2 separate regions of the Cyprinus carpio genome follow, and region 1 is linked to region 2. Evidence: chromatin contacts called from public Hi-C data. All regions are on one chromosome and are shown on one strand. Each heading gives the region's core, a stretch centred on a gene start, on an enhancer-like site or on the middle of the called end of the contact. The rest is flanking DNA. Distances are from core to core; before and after follow the strand shown. Region 1 holds the start of msi2b (RNA-binding protein Musashi homolog 2b). Region 2 holds the start of mrps23 (28S ribosomal protein S23, mitochondrial).

The links. Hi-C and Micro-C count contacts between places; a contact is called where the count stands out from the background.
Region 1: a contact with region 2 is called in a Hi-C map of skeletal muscle, with 4 times the contacts expected there. The contact joins the promoter of msi2b here to the promoter of mrps23 in region 2. A contact is called at or near these places in 4 of 8 Hi-C or Micro-C datasets (liver and skeletal muscle).

Annotation. Positions count from the first base shown.
Region 1 is chrB15:20,608,955-20,612,866 of ASM1834038v1, reverse strand. msi2b (RNA-binding protein Musashi homolog 2b) reads left to right here and starts at 2,297. Exons shown (of 11, transcript XM_042739725.1): 1 at 2,297-2,501; 2 at 2,779-2,819; 3 at 3,046-3,127. The coding sequence starts at 2,440.
Region 2 is chrB15:20,351,474-20,355,543 of ASM1834038v1, reverse strand. It overlaps mrps23 (28S ribosomal protein S23, mitochondrial), which reads right to left and starts at 2,471. Exons shown (of 5, transcript XM_042739716.1): 1 at 2,299-2,471; 2 at 1,879-2,058; 3 at 1,601-1,678; 4 at 1,372-1,509; 5 at 988-1,286. The coding sequence starts at 2,342. The coding sequence ends at 1,151. nos2b (nitric oxide synthase 2b, inducible) reads right to left here. Exons shown (of 29, transcript XM_042739715.1): 28 at 3,508-3,702; 29 at 2,529-3,341. The coding sequence ends at 3,303.

The DNA of each region.
Region 1 (3,912 bases), core at 1,048-3,547, 260 kb before region 2:
GTAAATGATACGCTAATAAAAGGTCTAATGAGGTCCGCAGGGTTCTTTAATGAACCAGTAAACGTTTGGCCTCACAATAAACATATCCCTAAATGCTCTTTAAGGCTTATATGCTATGAAACACTCGGGACATCATGTAGATATTTAAAACCTCGCTCCGAACAGTAATTTCCTGTTCAATTATGCCAAATCTCAATGAGCCATGATTCTAAAAACAGCCCCCTTTGACGGCCCAGTTTTGAAGATCTGGCATAGCGCCTCATCGTAATGCCAGAGAAAAGACAAGGCATAAAACACAACATGCTTTAAGGTGGTCAGATGAAATGTTATTTTGTACTTTCTTTCAAAACGAAAGGCAACTGTGCTGAATAAACTATTTTGCCCACCATTATGCTTATCAAATCCTATTATGAAATTATGTCATTTAAATACCCTGTAAAATGTTCTGCCAAAGCCTATCAGAAATTTAATTGCGTATTGAATTACGATGAAATGGAACGGCGGTGGTGATGATGCATATTTGAACTTAACAGAAATGACATTTCAGGCTAAGAGCAGAAGGGAGCTCAATTTCAGCTGATAATGATTATTATTAATACTTATTAGAACAAGTAATGTCAATAAAAACGTTTACATGGAAAACAATAGTGTCTTTGACACGTTGTTTATTTTTGTCTTTTTCAAAACGGTGGTCTTGTCTTGCTCAAAGCCCGAGAGAGTATAAACTGAGAGGGGAGAGAGATGTTTCGGTTTCTGGGTTGTGCCCCACAGGTACCCGTGTGTCAGTTTACCAACAAGCTGCCCGCTAGGCAGTGAGGTGAGACAGCGGGTTCACCTGCCAATCAAGAGCATCTCAGCCTCCCTCCTCTGGACACCGGCTTCATGTGGGCTCTTTACTTCAAGAGCTCTGACTGTTGTTCAGAAGCTATCTTTAGCAGGAGAGGCGAGAAGAGGAAATATGAATTGGTATAGGTATAGAGAACAAAAAAGAAGAGTGATGAGGTGTCTTTGGGCCGCGGAGTCTCTCTCAAACAGAGCTGCAGGAAATAAACAGCAATCACTGTAGCATGACTGAAAATCCACTGAGCAGGCAGCCTTAATTGAGCCCCTCTCTCTGTCTATTTCCTTTTCGCTCTTCCCCCTCTCCATGGATAATAAGCACAAGATCCCTTAACCTTTTTGGTGCATTTTAAAGACCATTAATTGATGTGTGAAACTGCATTTTGCAGAAGTCAAGGGGTCCAAAGACCCTCAGGGGGTGTGTGATAGCTCAGATATTTCCTGTTTAACGTCTCAATGTGACAGAGGGAGAAGGAGGTGTATTCTGTACAGTCAGTATATGAGTATACACAGCAGTGGAAAACAATATTCATACATGATATTTGCATGTATGCTTGAGAATGTGATTACAAGTATTGATTTCTGATATGCTTATGTTTAAGGCATGTTTTCTTTGGTCAATCAGTAGAAGTTTATTGCTGTTAGATTTTCTCACCTTATAGATATCATATTTGCATACTGGAAAAATTGGTGTTGAAATAGTTTTTCACTGCTAGTAAATTTCTCAAACAAGTGCAAAGAAACAGCTAGTAACATATTGCATTTTTGAACTTGTAAAACATACTTCAATAATTTATTTTGTTTACAATTTTAACATTTTTTATATTGTGTGTAATGTTATATCATAAGCGCGTGATGTGGCATGTTTACAAATGCGATTTCTCAATATAATAATTAGTTCATAATATGAAAAACAGCTATTTGTAAACCCTGAAGATTTAGGGGGAAAAAATGACATCCTCCACTGATTTAATCAAAAAAAAAAAAAAAAAAAAAGCCTGTCTGTAAATTAATTTACGCTCTACTTGCTTTTTGGACATGTTTGAGCAGCTCAAAACAAACAGAAGGTAAGTTATGAATTCTCTTTGGGGAGAAGTATTAAAAATTAATCAGTGCTGATTAAAATTATCTGTGATGTAATATTTCTCTATTTTGGGTTGCAATGAAAAAAATCTAGCAGAAAAAGATCACTGCGCTGCTAATTCTACTCTGGATCTTGGGTGTGATATTCAGACGTACCAATGCATCACTCAGACAGACTTTCCAGCTTTGTTTACACTCGCTTCTTTCATTTCTACGTGTGTATAATGTGTATCCGCTACCCATATGCGTGTCTACGGCTATGTGACAATAATAAAAGTGACGCGATTCGATCCGATCCTCACGCGCTGAGCCCCGGGTGGGCGGGGCCATGCTAATGACGTCAATGGAATGGGTGAGGTGACGAGCCCCTTCTGCGCTCCGCCCCGTGTGGGTGACGGGAGGGGGAGGGAGCCAGGCAGAGCTGATCCCACGTGTGACGCTCGCATTCCCGGCTCAGTAATATTCTCTTAGCTCTGACAGTGTGTGTGTTAGTTACTGGCCATAGTTGGGTTAGCCATGGAGGGAGACGGGAGCCAAGCCACATCTGGAAGCCCTAACGATTCGCAACACGACCCGGGGTAAGCCAGAGCCAATGCTGACTGCACTTCACTTTCTTTTTTTTTTTCCTCCTTGTGTGTTTTTCTCCAGTGAGCATGTTTTAAAAACGCTCTTCCGGGTGCACGCAACTACTACACCTTTGTTTGATGTATATTAGAGAGCACAGCCCGCCTGGGCTCAGTAAACACACACCGCTCTGCTTTGCCTTCGTTTAGCTCTGCTTTTTTGTCGCTAGCTACACGTCAAAATGGCCGATCTGACATCTGGACTCACTTCTGCTGTTTTCTCCCCTTACAGTAAAATGTTTATCGGTGGCCTCAGCTGGCAAACTTCACCAGGTAAGAGACCGATGGTTGGCTGTCGTTTGCACGCGTTTGTCGGGCTGTGTTGTGTTTCTTTCATTGTGTCCAGCGTGGCGCGCGCTGTGCGGGATATGTGCCGTCATATGAAGTCCTCTATTCGACCCCTGTTAGACATCCAGGGGGGCGTTTAATTTACAAACTGGTGTGTAACGCACGAATGCTTTGCTCATGTGTGCTCTTTTCTTTCTGTTTTGTTTCACAGACAGCCTTAGAGACTATTTTAGTAAATTTGGAGAGATCAGAGAATGTATGGTGATGAGAGATCCCACGACAAAACGCTCCAGGTAAAAAACAAAGACAATGTTTTTTTAATCCCTGAACACGTTGAGGTTTTATTCAAAGCGATATTAACCTGCCCTTGCGCTGTTATTCGGATGCTACGCGCTGTTGAGGCGATCGCTGTGTCTGTGGACGGGATACAGTTTGACATTGATTTGGGATTCTTCATGTTAAACCAAATGTTTTTAATGGACCGAGCGCTTAATGCGGTTGCTTGTGTTTTTATCTTTGACTTTGGCACGTTAATGGGTTTTTCACACTTGAAATTATCATTCTTAACCCTGGGTTACATTTTTTTCCGTGTTTCACACCGTTCATACTTTACCCTGGGTTAGTAATTAATTCTCCGCTGGCAGATTGCGAGATTTCTTACTGTACGTTAGCGTTTTCATTTGCATATTCATGAGAATTAAAACGTTGATTCGACGCTTACTGCACGCGACCTGTTTTAATATCCGTAGAAATGTCGCTACGCAGACCTTCTCCATTTGCTTGACATCTTCTGAAATGTACCGCAAAATACATTGTTTGTTTTCCTCAAACATTTAAATTAAACGGCGCGTGAAAGTTTCTGCGACTGTACAATGCTCATGAATATTTAATGAGGTAAGCGCCGAAGCAGTTTGTGATTGGTTGTCTTTTGCTAAACTTATGTAGCAGAATTTCATAACGGACGGTTAAAATTATTTTTATTACTTATTATTAGTTATTACTGGCCGTTACACAGGATTTAAAAAGACTTTAACCCATGATTGAGTGTGGCGTGGAAAGTCCATATGTCATTGACAAA
Region 2 (4,070 bases), core at 1,222-3,721:
AAGCCATGCATTCGCCATTTACAAAAAGTATGTTCTTCAGCAAAAAATAACGCTGTCAATCATCTTGGATATTATGTCTGCTTGAGATATTTCGAATGGGAAGAAATTCCATGTTCTGCCAGATTAGATGGTGAATATCTTTTTTTGTTTGTTTCTTTGTTTTTGTTTTTTATATTAATGTCTAGGCAATTACAGAATGCTAGCATGGTCAATAATTTCTGGGTCATTGTTTAAAATTTCTATGTTCCAGACAGTTTTGGTCATCATGACAGCAGAAATGATTTGATCTTTTTAAAACCTCACAAAGTCATATTTGTTGTGATATTTATTATCTTTTGTGTCTACTGATTATATCACAAGTAGGCAATGAAAGCTTGCGGGGTATCTTAGTTTAGCAGGGTTCATTTAGTGAAGAGGGTGAGCAATTGTAAATAATTCAAATATCCAAATATTTTATTTTAACGTTACCTCTGCAGGAGTGAAAAAAAAAAGTTAAGGACAATGATAATTCTGAATGAAATTCATTATTGTCTGTGCAGATCAGCTATCCATAAATTTTATAATCACATAAATTTTAACATCACAAAAACAATGAAAATACATAAAAACTTCCCTAAGTTTCTTTAAGATCCTGTTGAGGATAAAAATATAAGCAAAAAAAAAAAAAAAAAAAAGATGTAGTATAAAAAAAAAACAACAGTTTAATATCAATATGAATCATAAGTTTATGGAGTGACTCAGAAAATTGGAAATATAACACTGAGTATTTACAATGCAGATACTTTTCCACTCCTGTTGTTAATGGACTTGAAATTACTTTCATTAAACACTCCAGATATTTTATTACACAAGACATTAGACATTTTTCACAGAAGTGAAACACTTGCAAGATCTGTATTATAAAGTCATTCACTAAACCCCAGCTGCTTGGCTATAAAGACCTAAATCAAAAATAATTCTCAAACATCAAACATATCATTAACATCACTCATTTGACACCAGCAAAGGGTAAAGACACGTGAGTTTACAGTGTCCACAACTGTACAAACTATATCTGTGTCCCAGTGTTTGATTGCATGATTGACCGGCACACTGATGTGCTAGAGGCAGGAGCAGTTTACACTGCCCTAACTGAAGAGAAGTGGTACATTTATGACGATGTCTGTCTGTCAGGGTTCACCATCTCTGCCCCTGGCTGTTTCTCTGGAATATTTGTCTCCACGTCTGTGTCTCTTTGCTGCTCTGCCAACATGTCAGTCAATCTAAAGAACAATAAACAAACCCTACACAGACTTTGGCCACACCCTCTTTATAAAAAAAACACGATGAACAAATACAAAATTAAATGCATGTAGTCTAAAGAATCATTTAGCTCTCAGGCTCACCGCAGGTCCTCCTCTCTTTCTTAAATAAATGCCCTCTGCAAGCAGCACTTTTGCAGTCTCTTCAAACAGCAGCTCAGGTTTGACATCCCCTCTGCTTTCTAATTCACCGTACTTCATAACAAACCTGCACAGAGATACAGTAACACAACAACTAAATCAAAAAGCATTTAAAGAGATTGTACCATAAAAATGTGTAATTTCCCATCATAACGTACCTCTGACATGATGATACAAAATTGGGCTTGAGGAGCTCAAAAGCTCTTGGTCCATTACCATAAACCTCAAAGAACTTCCTACAACCACAGAAAAAAAAAGTCATGTGGATTTACTGCAAAGGTCGAGCATGCATGCAAGTTTAACTGGAGGGTCAGTGACCCAAAAATGGGCTGCAGAGAATATGAAGTACAAATGAAGGGCACAAGAGTAACCTGAAACCAAACCAAGTTACTAAAGATGATATATTAGCGTTCTGAACGGGTATGTTTGGACTTACGCTCGTATTTCATCCTCTTTGTATAAGATTTCAGGTACAGTATCTGCTGCATGTATCTTCAGTGGTCTCACAGCTTTCTCATAGAGAGGTTCTCTCTTAGGAGGAAAAGCAGCATACACATCAAACCAGATGGGCCTTTCCTCGTGCTTGATGACTCCAGCTCGCATTAAATCACGAACCCTTTACAAACAACAATCAGTCATTCAACCTCAGAACGCTAACTGTACACTATACAAAAGGTCTCTGGTTTATTATTTCCGTTCTTGGCATTCTAAAATGTTTTTACACGGTACACTTTCATATCACATAAAACATTTTACAATAAGCCGATCTCTTGTTCTAAGACACGTTTTATACTTAATATTTTTGTCTTTAACCTTGAAACGAACTCAAGAAGCACATGCTTTCACTAATGCTTACCGCGTAAATACGGTCCCGAATTTCTCAAGTCGACTTCCAGCCATAATATGTCTATATGATAATACAAATTTAATTAAATATGAATAAATATCACAGAAAAGTCAGGAAACGGTGACAGTTACACGCTCTCTGCTGCAGCACGGATACACGACTTCCGGTGTTACTACGGGTACCAATTAAAGACAAACTACAGAATGCGAAGGGGAAAAGAAAAAAAAAAACATCTACCGTGGTTTTCATAGTCTGTTTATTACAAAATGCAGTATTTAACATGAACATCCAATTAAAGATTTATGCAACACTTATATGTAACACTTATGAAAGAAAGTATTAACAATAAACACTGAACTGAAAGTATAGTTTGGCATGATGAGGCTATAGTATGAAACGACATTGAAAATGTGAGATTCAAATCTAAGTTAAGTATAAAAATAAACAAGTATAGAAAAAAAACAGTATTGCACAATTTATAGGACACTAATAAAATAAGCATATCTGTGGCATGTACAAGTAAATTCTTTGTATAAAAGTTCAGACTTTTGAAGCCCTCGGACAGGTGACCATGTTGTTCTGTTGAGCATGGAAACTCTAGATTGCTCCAAAAGAATTGTTCCTGCATTTAGTCAGCGATAAAACCACTACTCTAAAGAAGTTAAGGTCAATCTTCCCAAAAACAAACAAAAAGGCATTCATTTTAAACAAACAGATAGGAATAATACAGTAAACAATACAGTTTATTTACAAGAAGGAACTAATATTTCTCCATAATTTGAGCTGTACATTCCAAAAGTTACTGACGATCAGGGTGGTGCATGGAAATTTAATACACTGCTATTGGGTATTTGTGTAGCGATTTTGTGAATTTTTTAAGTCAAGAGAGGTTTTTGCATTATTTTGGAAGCTGTATGAAAATCAAAATATTACAAGTTAAAAAATTAAAATATCCCCAGTTTTGGTGTGTTTGAATATTGAAAAGATTGAAGTGGTCCAGGTGATCTCAAGCACTAGGATCCAAAGATGTCTTCATGGTACCGCTTCTCATTCTGTGAACAAAAAAAGCATAATCATGTAAAATTATTGACCATATATCATTACAGACTACAAACAGTTCACCATTCACGACAACTGAGCCTTTTAAAGGAGCATAAATGCTGTAAGACATGATTATCTGAAGCAGCTATAAAATGTGTCAACAATTTAAAGGTTCACCTTGAGCCTTGACAGATATTCCTCAGCCTGAGTAAGAGTGATGCCCAGCCGGCTGACTAGGATTTCCTTGATAGTGGCAGCCACATCATTGGCCATGTTCATGCCTCCACAGATATACAGATGTCCTGGATTATGGTGCAGAACCTCAAAGACCTTGTCATTCAGTTGTTCTCGCAAGATGTCTTGGACATAAACCTAAGAGAGTTACATAAGAGAGTAAGCAACAATCCCCAAAGAGTGTTAACTGCCATTTAGAATGATTTTTTAGTTCTAACTATAAGTAATGATTTATGTTTTTTATTAGCAAAAAGGTATAACAAAGCACCTATTTCAGAAAAAAATTAAAGTTGAAAAATACATAATAAATAAGATATTATTAAATAATAAATACTTATTAAATATTAATAAATAATTCATAATTATTACTCATTTTACATAATAAAAATAAAATATATATAATAAAATATAACAGCTACAGCGATGATAATAATTATTATAAATATATTTATATATTATGACACACTATCAATATTACTAGATATTTACAGATATTAGAGATTTCT